4 separate regions of the Sus scrofa genome follow, and regions 2, 3 and 4 are each linked to region 1. A link is a contact called in public Hi-C and promoter capture Hi-C data. All regions are on one chromosome and are shown on one strand. Each heading gives the region's core, a stretch centred on a gene start, on an enhancer-like site or on the middle of the called end of the contact. The rest is flanking DNA. Distances are from core to core; before and after follow the strand shown.

Region 1 (2,583 bases), core at 49-2,548:
GGGAGGAGAGAGGGAGTGGGATAGACTGGGGGCTTAGAGTTAGGAGTCGCAAACTATTACATTTAGAATGGATAAACAGTAAGATCCTACTGTATAGCACAGGGAACTGTATCCATTCTCCTGGGACAGACCATGATGGAAAAGAATATTGAAAAAGAAGGTATATATATGTGTATATATATATATATATGTATGTGTGTGTGTATATATACATACAAATGTAAAACAGAGTCACTTTGCCGCACTGTAGAAATTGGTGCAGGATTGTAAATCAATTATATTTAAATAAAAATAAATACATTTTAAAAAGAATAGTCTCCAAGAGGCTTAGTTCCCATAGAAGCCTCCAAATATTCTGTTTACCAGCTCATCAAAAAAAACACAGTAAATGACAGTTAGAGGCAACCATGTCACCATTTAGCTCATGGCCCATTCACATACATCCTCTGTCATGTGCCAGGCACTCTGCCAAGCACTTTACACACGTTCTCATTTAATCCTTCCCATGCCTCTATGAGACCACAGCCACTATTAGCTCTATTTTAAGGGTAAGAAAAAGAAGATTGTAAATGTTAGTGATTGGCCAAGGTTTAGAGGAAGTAAATGAAATTCTTGAAAGCAAAAACTTGAAGAACTTTACTTGCTAATGTGAAGAAACACTGCCTAAGCCAGGCTTAGTACCCCGGTCCTGGAGAACTAAAGATGGTGGGGCGGGGAGGTGCATAACCGTTTGGGTTCAACCATCATACACGTCTTTAAAGTTCTGTGTAACCTTAACACCACAAACTTACTGACACTGTAACTGGACTGCCTTTTGTATTGTTGATTTCCAAGATTCCCTCTACAGCTCAGCCCCTGTGTACTCTGTTCTCTACAGATTTGGACTCTCAAGGAAGCAGCTCCCATCACCCAATGGGCGTTTCTCTTTGGGTGGTACTGAAACCATGGGTCCCATCCATTTCACATGCCTTCACTAGCCAAGGTTTTTTTAAGGCTTGCAGGTCCTCCCAGGGGCATGTAGCCCAAACAGTGAGATGTTTGCCCAGGTGTTTTGCAGGACTTGGGAGTCAGCTGTGTCTAATTAGAGCTGAGCTGGGTAAGCCTGGATGGGATCGCCAATCACCCAACTGGGCATGTGTGAGCAGCTTGTGGGTGATCTTCTGAAGGTGCAGAGGCCTGTAGCTTAGTTACACCTGCGCAGAATGACCATTAACCAATCACCTTTTCCCAGGATGGCCACGCCTCTGAGCACCCAGTTTCTTTATCCTATAAATACCTCAGGCTTTTTGCCTTCTGGGAAGTAGGTTTGAACTTTGTTCCTTCTCTGTGTGACTGGCTCTCGGATAAGTTCTCGTGCAAACCTTGGTGTCTCTGTGTTTGGCTTGCAATGCCTTGGGCAAGACCTGGTTCAGGAACAGCTCCTCTCAAATGGATGGGGTTTAAAAACCCCCTCAGGCTGTGCTGCTAAGAGAGGTGTCCCTGAGACCAGTGCGGGTGTGTAATAAGGTAAGTGGAGAAAATGACAGTGTTTATAAACTTTAATAGCCTTTTTAAAGAGTCGTTTTGTCTGAATCTAATAAGTCGGAGCTTATATTTAGTATATTTTGTTTTTAAACTTTATTTTCATGTAATTTATTTTTATACTGTTTCATCTGAAAGGCTGAATATACAGACAGTGGTCGGACTATATTATAAAAACAGAACTGACCCCAACCTGCAAGCAACCTGCCTAGAAAACCAGCCCCTTGTCTACAATAACCAGCCTGCTGAGTCAAACTTGCAGGAAGCCTGACCGCTAGCTTTAGTAACCACCCAGGGAGCTAAACAATAACTACTGTAACAAAGTGGCCTGGATTTGATTAATGGACACGATTTGATTAATAACTGTCAGCTTCCCCTAATTTTTATCCTTGCTTCCAATTTAGGACCAAACAGGGAAAGCCAGGCATGGCTAATGGATCACATGAGACCCCGGCTTCTCCTCTACCTCGGCTTCCCGGTGTCAACAGCCTCCAAAGAGGACACACCTGAAGTCTTCCCTTTTTTTTTTCCATTCTCAGCCTTTCCTCTCCTCTGCCTGTCTTGGAGTTCTGCCAAAATATTAAGTGATCGTGGGGCTGACTCTTGTACAGCAAATGTTCAGTAAGATGCCTTTACACTTCTCATTTGGCTAATCATTTAATTCCACGTACCAAGAAAAAGGAAATGAAACACAAAAAGAATTGAGCAAAACAGGAGTATGCCAACGCAGACAGACTGAACAGCACCTTTCCTGGGGCTCTGAGATCACACAGGGTTAAAGAGCGCATCTGGGGCACACACCGCCCGGGACAGCGGGCGTAAGGGAGCTGCGAGGTCCCCGGAACAGGAGTGAAGAAAGGGAACAGGGGGACGGGCGCCGGGAACCGTGTAGCAGGTGGGGAACTTGAGCGCCAGGCGAAGCGCGTTCCATCCCGCATCTGAGTAGCGGAGTCGGCCCCAAACGCTTGGGTGGGGCGTCTGCGCATGCTCTCCGCGCACGCGCACTAGCACGGCGCACGCGCACTAGGCACCCCCTGCGCGGAGTGAGGCTGACGTCACGTC
Region 2 (2,583 bases), core at 61-2,560, 400 kb after region 1:
GTATTGACACTGCCTCTACTACTGTACGTAAAATTTGCCATGTTTTGTGAGTGCCTCCATGGCTATCTGTCATTATTTCACTGGCATGTAGAGGGTGTCTGGTTGTATTATAAAATATTTATTAATTTGATGCGATGTCATTCGGCTCATAAGACAACAGGTTACATGTCATCAGTGAGAAAGCTCCTTAAATCTTGACTCCTAGTGTAAAATCACGGGCCAGTATCTAAAATGTGGTGAACCTTTTATTAAATCGAAAGAAGGGAGAATTATGCCTTCAAGTTCAAAGAACCTGAAAATAATACTAATTGCCACCATTTTGGGTACTTAGCTATGTCTCAAACATTGTGCAAATGTAAAAAAAGACACCTCATCTATCCTTTAAATAATCTTTTGATTTTGATAATGAGTTTGGCACAGATTGGCTCATTTTGCAGAAGAGGCTAAGAGAAATAACATAACTTGTCCCAGGTCCAGAGCCAAGGTTAAGCAGAGTCAGATGAGGTGCCTAGGGTGCAAAATTTGAGGCCCTGGTTCCCAGATTTGTGCAAGTTGCCATTGGAGGGGGCGTGCCTCTTCTCACTCACTGGGAGGCCAGACTGAAAATGGTATCTTGTGCTGCTTGAAGAACTGTCCCTAGTCATGGAAAAAGGAATTGATTAAAGCAACGTGAGGATTAAGGGAGGGAATCCACGTGGGGATTCTCTAATGTGTGTGTGTGTGTGTGTGTGTGTGTGTAAATACGCATGTTCTTTGTCGGGTTCTTTTCCATTATAAGTTATTACAAGATACTCAATATAGGTCCCTGGGTTATGCAGTAAATCCTTGTTGTTTATCTATTTATATGGTAGTTAATTCCACACTCCCAATTTATCCTTCCCTGATCCCTTCCCACTCAGTAACCATAAGTTTGTTTTCTATGTCAGTGACCCTGTTTCTGTTAGTTCATTTGCGCTGTTTTTCAGATTCCCACATGTAAGTGATGTCATATAATACTTGTCTTTGTCTGGGTCACTTCACTTAGTATGATAATCTCTAGGTCTATTCATGTTGTTGCAAAGGACATTATTTCATTCCTTTTTTATGGCTAAGTAATATTCTATTACATATATATTTGTGTGCGTGTGTGTATATATATATGTTTATATATGCAACATAACACATCTTCTTTATCCATTCATCTGTTGATGGACACTGAGGTTGCTTCCATGTCTTGGCAATTGCAAAGAGCTGGCACACTTACTTATTGTTAGAGGAAGCCAGAATTACAACCAGAAGTATGTACTTTCCTTACTTCTGCTGCTCATTTTCCGCTTAAACTCAAAAAGGAAATGGAACCAGAAACCACCGGATTTCTGAGTTTCTGTGGGTGAAATGCCACAGCCGCCTCTGATGCTGACATGTTGAAAGTAAAAATCATGAGTCACTTTATCACTTTCACAATTTATTCTACTCAGGAGCCCAGGCCCTGGAGTAGCCAATTCTCCTGCGATTTCAGAGTTGTTCATCATTTTGAATTAGCACTTGTAAATTTACTGATTGTCAACATTGCACTTTTTTTTTCAAGGCTGCACCCGCGGCATATGGAAGTTCCCAGGCTAGCGGTCGAATCGGAGCTGCAGATGCCAGCCTATGCCACAGCCACAGCCACACCAGATCCAAGCCGTGTCTCGACCTACACCACAGCTCACGGCAATGCCAGATCCTCATGGATCCTAGTCGGCTTCTCGACCCACTGACTAGTATCAACCCGGGAGCCACAAGGGAACTCCAAAACTGTACTTTTATTAAGGGCACAGAAATAGCATTTTTATGTGGGTCTATGATTTCTCCCCACAAGATACGAAGCCCAACTCCCTAAACGATCTTGCTCTTCCAACTCATGGCAGTAAATGTGTCACACGGACTTGAGTCTGTTATCACCCATTCATTCCCCATTCGTCATTCAACAAACATTTACAGAGGGTCTGCTGTATCCCGATTACTGTGAGGGGCGCTAGAGATAAAGAGTTGAATAAGAAACAGTCCAGGCCTCTGGATCGTAAGCTGATGACACAGCCTGACATGTAAACAGGCAATTTAAAATACTGCCGGTGAAGAAATAAGACGAGAGCAGAGGGAAAGGGACAAGTGGACGGCCCTGGCTGTCTGGAAAGATTTGGCTAAGAGTGGACATCTGAGCCGGAACTTGCAGGATGTCTAGAAGTTTTCTGGGGGAAGGAAGCAGGGGAGGGAATACCTTGTGTGTTTTATTTGTTTGGTTTTGTTTCATTTTTGCCACCCTGTGGCATATGGAGTTCCCAGGCCAGTGATCAGATCTGAGCCACTGTTTCGACCTACACGGAAGCTGTGGCAATGTCAGACCCTTTAATCCACTGTGGCGAGATCAAACCTGCGTCCTGGCTCTGCAGCGATGCTGCCAATCCCACTGAGCCACATCAGGACCTCGGGGGAATGTCTTGCTTGTTTGTGTTTGTCTTTTTAGGGCCACACCGGTGGCAAATGGAAGTTCCCAGGGGAGGGGTTGAATGGGAGCTGCAGCTGCCGGCCGATACAACAGCCACAGCAACGCCAGATCCGAGC
Region 3 (2,583 bases), core at 60-2,559, 350 kb before region 1:
CGATTTTTTTGCCAGCTAAGGAAAGGATCACCTGAACGAAGGGAAGCGGTGAAAACAAAATAGTAATGTTAGGTAGACGGTCAGAGAGCAAAACTTGGCGAGTTGTGCCCAAGTAGTCTACCAAGCAAATCACTACTGGGAATTGCAAAGTAGGAAGTCCTATTTTTGACTCTGCTGACCTCAGTGAATATTTCCTTGTTTTAAAAATGAGCATAATTCTTTGCTACCTAACCACGAGGCCTGTGATGAAAATTAATGAGTCTATAAAAGGTTTTGATGCCTCTTGAAGCCCTTCCGAAATACACCTTGTGTTCATACGGTTCGTGTTCCTGCTCTTTGAAGAAATGCCAATCTTTATTAGTTTTCCTAATAAACGAGTGACACTTTCTGCCACTCCAGGTTCACTTTAAGGCCTCATAAAATTAGTAAAATGCTCCCTGTTTTAAGTGGGAGACTTCCCCCTCAGAAAGGGTTATGTTAGGTATTGAGGACCGTGAAGCACGCAGAGCAGTTGGTTTGTAAAGAGCGAGGCGGCCAGCCGGGTCCTGCACGGAGGCACGAGCTCGAACAGAGCCCGAGCAGCCGGCGGACGCCTCACCTCCGGGAACCCGAGCTCCTGCGTTCGGCCGGAGCTCGTGGACCGGGCTCGCGGCGGCGCCAGCGGGGCTCGATTACTTTCGTCTGGGCGAGAAGCGGCCCCGCCGCGCCAGCGGGAACCCTACGGTGGGGAGGTGGGGCGACGACAACAAAAAGAAGTAAAGTAGGAGGAGGTTCTCCCGGGGAGGAACCGGGCGGGCGCGAGGAGGTGACGGGCTCTCGGGGACGGCGGGGACGCCCGCGCCCGGCCGGCCGGCGGGCAGCCGGGGGACCCGGGCAGAAGCGCTCCGCCCCGCGCCGCCGTCCTCCCCAGCGCCGCCTCCGCCCGGCGCCGGGACCCCCGCGGGCCAGCCCCCGCCGCCCGCGCGGCCCCGCCCCTCGTGCCGCGCTCGCGCCTCCGGCCCCGCCCCCTCGCCCAGCGCCGCCCGCGCGCAGCGTCTCGCGCCGGCCCGGCCCGCCCGCCGGGAAACAGCCGCGAGAGCAGCGGCCGCGGCGGCCGCTACCGCGCCTTCTCCTCCCGCGCTCCCGCCTCGCCCCCGCCCTCGGCGCCTCGTCCCGGGCCCGCGCCCGCGCCCCGGCCAACGTTCTCTCGGGGCCTCCCCCGGCCGGCCGCTCACTCCCCCGGCTCCGAGCGCCCCAACCGTCGCGCTCTCTCTCCCTCCGCGCGCGGCCAGCCGCCTGCTTCCGGGGCGGGCGGACTGGGCGCCTGGTGCCGGCGGCCGCAGCGACAGCGCCCCCGGGAAGCGGAGGAGGAAGGAGAGAAGAGGTGGAGGTGGCCGCAGGCTGAGTCGCGGCCGGGATGTCCGGGCAGCCGCCGCCGCCGCCGCCGCCGCCGCCGCAGCAGCAACAACAACAGCAGCAGCAGCTGCCGCCGCCACCGCCGGCGGCCGTGGCCCCGGTGCCCGGAGTCGTCTTGCCGGCACCCCCGGCCGTCAGCGCCGGCTCCTCACCGGCCGGCTCACCAGGCGGCGGCGCGGGCGGCGGCGGTGGCGGCTTGGGGGCCGCGGCGGCCGCCCTGCTCCTCCACCCGCCGCCGCCGCCGCCGCCCCGGCCACCGCGGCCCCGCCGCCGCCCCCGCCGCCCCGCCGCCCGCCTCGGCGGCCGCCCCCGCCACCGCGCCCCCCGCACCCCCGGGCCTCGCCGCGGGTCCCGGCCCGGCCGGAGGCGCCCCGGCCCCGGCCCTGGCGGCAGGCAGCAGCGCCGCGGCGCCTTTCCCGCACGGGGACTCGGCCCTGAACGAGCAGGAGAAGGAGCTGCAGCGGCGGCTCAAGCGCCTGTACCCGGCCGTGGACGAGCAGGAGACGCCGCTGCCCCGGTCCTGGAGCCCGAAGGACAAGTTCAGCTACATCGGCCTGTCTCAGAACAACCTGCGGGTGCACTACAAAGGTACTGGGCGTGTGTCCTGCGGTGGGAGCAGGGCCGCCGACCCCGGCCCGCCCCCGCCCCCAGCCCTGCCCGGGCCCGGTGCCCTCGGAGGGGACTCGCCACGGGCTCTGCTGCTCCGAGGGCGGCCTTGGGGTCGGGAGAAAGGGGCGGTTCTGGGCAGGGGAAGGTGAGTTTAACGCCCTCGGATCTAATGGAGCTGGTAATCCCAGGCCAGGAGCAGGACACCTTGGGGGAATCCAGGATGACAGGACATAACTCGCTTTCTGATTTCCCTTCGAGATAAATCGTAGGGCCGGGATGGAGGAATCTCTGGGCTCGGAGTTGGGTTACATTGTTCTCCAGGTGGTGGTGGGTCAGGCGCTCTCCTCTTACGTGGGGGGAAGAGAGGCACGGTGCTGAGGGATAATTTCTAATTAAGGGAGAGCAGGGACGTGTAGGGGGAGGAGTAATCAGTGGAGGATTTTGCCCAAAATTAGGCCAGAAACCGTCTAGGGGGACAAAAGGACCGGGGCCCAAGTTTGGCGTCGGTGTATCTTGCTGAAAGCTACGGGAGGGTAAGAGAGGTGAAACCTCTGGAGTACGTGTTTTCTTAGGGGAGCA
Region 4 (2,583 bases), core at 59-2,558, 260 kb before region 1:
TTAAAAGAGAGAAGTGCGCTATAGTGGCAGGACCCCATGTTCCATTGTCACCAACGAAGAAACAAGGTCGACATACTCAGACTCAAATCCTCAGCAGCAAACGTGTGCGTGGCGACCTCGGCCGCCGTCTCGCAGGAATCCTGACCACCAGCCCTGGGCCACTGGCTGTCCGTGCCTCTGCTCCGCGTTCTCACTGACCCCTCTCCCTGTATGTTGACTGACTCCCCCATTAGAACGTGAGCTCGGCGAGAGCAGGGATCCCGGGTTCACTGCTGCAACCCCAGGACCTTGCACAGCGGCTGCCCATGACACAATGACTTGGTGAACGCAACCCCAGCCTGTGTGTATTTACCCCACTCGCCCACCCGCCCCAAGTATGCGAATTTCGTCTCTTAGCCTCCGTGGCCCTTCATAATCTTTGCTTTTATCTTCTCCTAACCCATGATACAATAGCAAATGATTCACCGTTCTCTGAACAAACCAAGCTGTTTCATAGGCCCCTTGCATTTGTACAGGCGGTTCCCTCTAGTGATACCCCCCACCCCCCATCCCCCTACACACACAGAATTCCTATTTAAACTTCAAAAACTCCCAGCCAGGCGGACTTCCTCTTGAAGCCTTTCAAGCACCTTAACGTCGCCCCCATTCGCTGCGCCCATCGCCCATCTCTTAACTGCGTTCTCCTCTGAATCTTGCACAAATTTCTGTTGCTGTAGTGTCCACGCTGTGTAATAGTTTAGATGACAGTTGTCCCAACCAAATCCTTGTGAGCTCCTTGAGTCAAGGTCCACGTCTCACTCATCACTGTATTTCTAACATCTCTCATATGGTTGATGTTCAGTAATGTTAAATTAAGTCAAATGATCCTGCCTCACATGAATTTTGTAGTATTTTCAATGCTCTTTTCATCTTCTCGGATTTAGAAGCAATTCCTAGTTTAAAAACAAGACTAAAAGGTGAACAAAAATGGCAAAACAGAAACAAAAAAAGCCACTGGTGCCAAGGGCCTAGGAGGAAGGGAATTGAAAAGAAGAATTCTAAAATATTTACACCTTGGAGTTTCCGTTGTAGCACAGTGGTTAACGAGTCCGACTAGGAACCATGAGGTTGCGGGTTCGGTCCCTGCCCTTGCTCAGTGGGTTGACGATCCGGCGTTGCCGTGAGCTGTGGTGTAGGTTGCAGACGCAGCTCGGATCCCGCGTTGCTGTGGCTCTGGCGTAGGCCGGTGGCTACAGCTCCGATTCGACCCCTAGCCTGGGAACCTCCACATGCTGCAGGAGCAGCTCAAGAAATAGCAAAAAGACAAAAAAAAATAAAAAATAAAAAATAAAATACGCCTTGGTCAGATAGAAACGACAAATGAAAAATATAATCAGACTCTGAGACAGTATGCTGACTTGAATCACGGCTAACACTAGGGAGATGGATAGTGCACACTCTGAGAAGCCCTACCGCAAAGCTATTAGAAGTGAAGAAAGGTATTCTACACAAAAACTGCATGAGAAGTATTACAAGCCCCTCAGTGTAGATGCTTTGACCCACCCGTGGAAAGTCTGAAGGGAGTCCTGAGGGAGCCTGGCTGGTCCTTGAGCTTCCCTGAGGCTTACGGACCCCCCTCTTGCTCGTGCAAGGGATCCTTAGGATTTATTAAAGGGCAGGACTTGCAAACACAGTACAGGGTTTTCTGTCACAGTGTCTTGTCATCTCTTTCTACAAAAGCCAAGGGTGTCATGTTAAATGCAATTTTTGTAAGGGGTGGAGGTGACGTGGCTCAGCTGCACAATTGCCCAGGGAGTCTACCTCGAATGTACGTCCTTCCTGCCACTCCTCCCCATCAAGCCTCTGATGCTGGCTGCCCGCAGGCCTTCATGGTGCTGGATTCGACGGTGGGACTCGAGAAGGCTATATTCCTCCCACCTGACCTCAAGGGAGCATGACCACGAGCATACATCATTAAAGTCTCCCCGGAAAAACTCCCTTCGAAGAAATTCAGTGTCTGGAAAGCCTGGCAGACCCCACAGGGCTTGTGTTTGTGGGGAGGAGGAGCGTGCTTCTGTTTACGATCTTGAGAAACGGCCAACCTGCAGCTCCCTTTCCCCCTTGGCTGCTGAGAAAGGTGGTGCTAAATGAGAGGCGGCCGGCCGTGTGTATCCACAGAGTCGACACATTTTGCATCATTCTTCTCTCTCATCCTGATTTTCCACCTGGCTGTGACGTTTCCCTTCCTTCCTGGCAGGAGCATGAGTTCATGGTGTAAGCTCTCTCTCTGGACCCGGAGGTAAGAAGGCAGCCAGACAAGCTAAGCACGGAAAAGAAAAAGCCCCCAACGAAGACATCTTTTGGGATAACCACCTTTATACAGCAAATGACCTGCTGTAGAGAGTGCTTTTATTTTCCACCAAACCTTGTGCAAAAGTCACAAATATCAGGGGTTTAGCCCTCTACTTCTAGCCTTGCCCAAAGAGCAGAAATACAATCTGGAAAATTACATCTTTTAGATCATTCCCTGACAAACGTGTGTCCCTCCCCGTCACCAACCAAACGTGTCAGAGGCACCTTGTGTTTCGGTTCAAACCAAATCCC

What was found. Promoter capture Hi-C pulls out the DNA fragments that hold promoters and counts their contacts. A called contact is a pair of places that touch in the nucleus more often than the background predicts.
Region 2: a contact with region 1 is called in a Hi-C map of embryonic fibroblasts, with 4 times the contacts expected there. The contact joins the enhancer-like site here to the promoter of TBC1D7 in region 1. A contact is called at or near these places in 2 of 5 promoter capture datasets (fetal skeletal muscle and liver), 28 of 47 Hi-C or Micro-C datasets (adipocytes, adipose tissue, alveolar macrophages and 17 more) and 2 of 2 datasets of contacts at active chromatin or transcription factors (alveolar macrophages and skeletal muscle).
Region 3: a promoter capture Hi-C map of fetal liver shows a contact between it and region 1, with 2.3 times the contacts expected there. The contact joins the promoter of RANBP9 here to the promoter of TBC1D7 in region 1. A contact is called at or near these places in 2 of 5 promoter capture datasets (fetal liver and liver) and 1 of 2 datasets of contacts at active chromatin or transcription factors (alveolar macrophages).
Region 4: a contact with region 1 is called in a promoter capture Hi-C map of fetal liver, with 4 times the contacts expected there. The contact joins the promoter of NOL7 here to the promoter of TBC1D7 in region 1. A contact is called at or near these places in 1 of 5 promoter capture datasets (fetal liver), 2 of 47 Hi-C or Micro-C datasets (liver and skeletal muscle) and 2 of 2 datasets of contacts at active chromatin or transcription factors (alveolar macrophages and skeletal muscle).

The regions. Positions count from the first base shown.
Region 1 is chr7:9,707,496-9,710,078 of Sscrofa11.1, reverse strand. It overlaps TBC1D7 (TBC1 domain family member 7), which reads left to right and starts at 1,298. Exons shown (of 9, transcript XM_021099767.1): 1 at 1,298-1,506; 2 at 1,926-2,416.
Region 2 is chr7:9,307,243-9,309,825 of Sscrofa11.1, reverse strand. All of the region lies in intron 4 of PHACTR1 (phosphatase and actin regulator 1), which reads right to left. Among named protein-coding and RNA genes, the nearest start is that of PHACTR1, 200 kb to the right of the region's middle. Within about 2 kb of position 1,310, at least 5 of the 83 cell types and tissues checked have an H3K27ac peak or open chromatin away from gene starts, as enhancers often do. A contact at or near this core is called in embryonic fibroblasts, where this site is marked.
Region 3 is chr7:10,056,483-10,059,065 of Sscrofa11.1, reverse strand. RANBP9 (ran-binding protein 9) reads left to right here and starts at 1,309. Exons shown (of 16, transcript XM_021100196.1): 1 at 1,309-1,642; 2 at 1,645-1,675; 3 at 1,678-1,983. The coding sequence starts at 1,397.
Region 4 is chr7:9,968,208-9,970,790 of Sscrofa11.1, reverse strand. It overlaps NOL7 (nucleolar protein 7), which reads right to left and starts at 1,308. Exons shown (of 9, transcript XM_021100198.1): 1 at 1-1,308.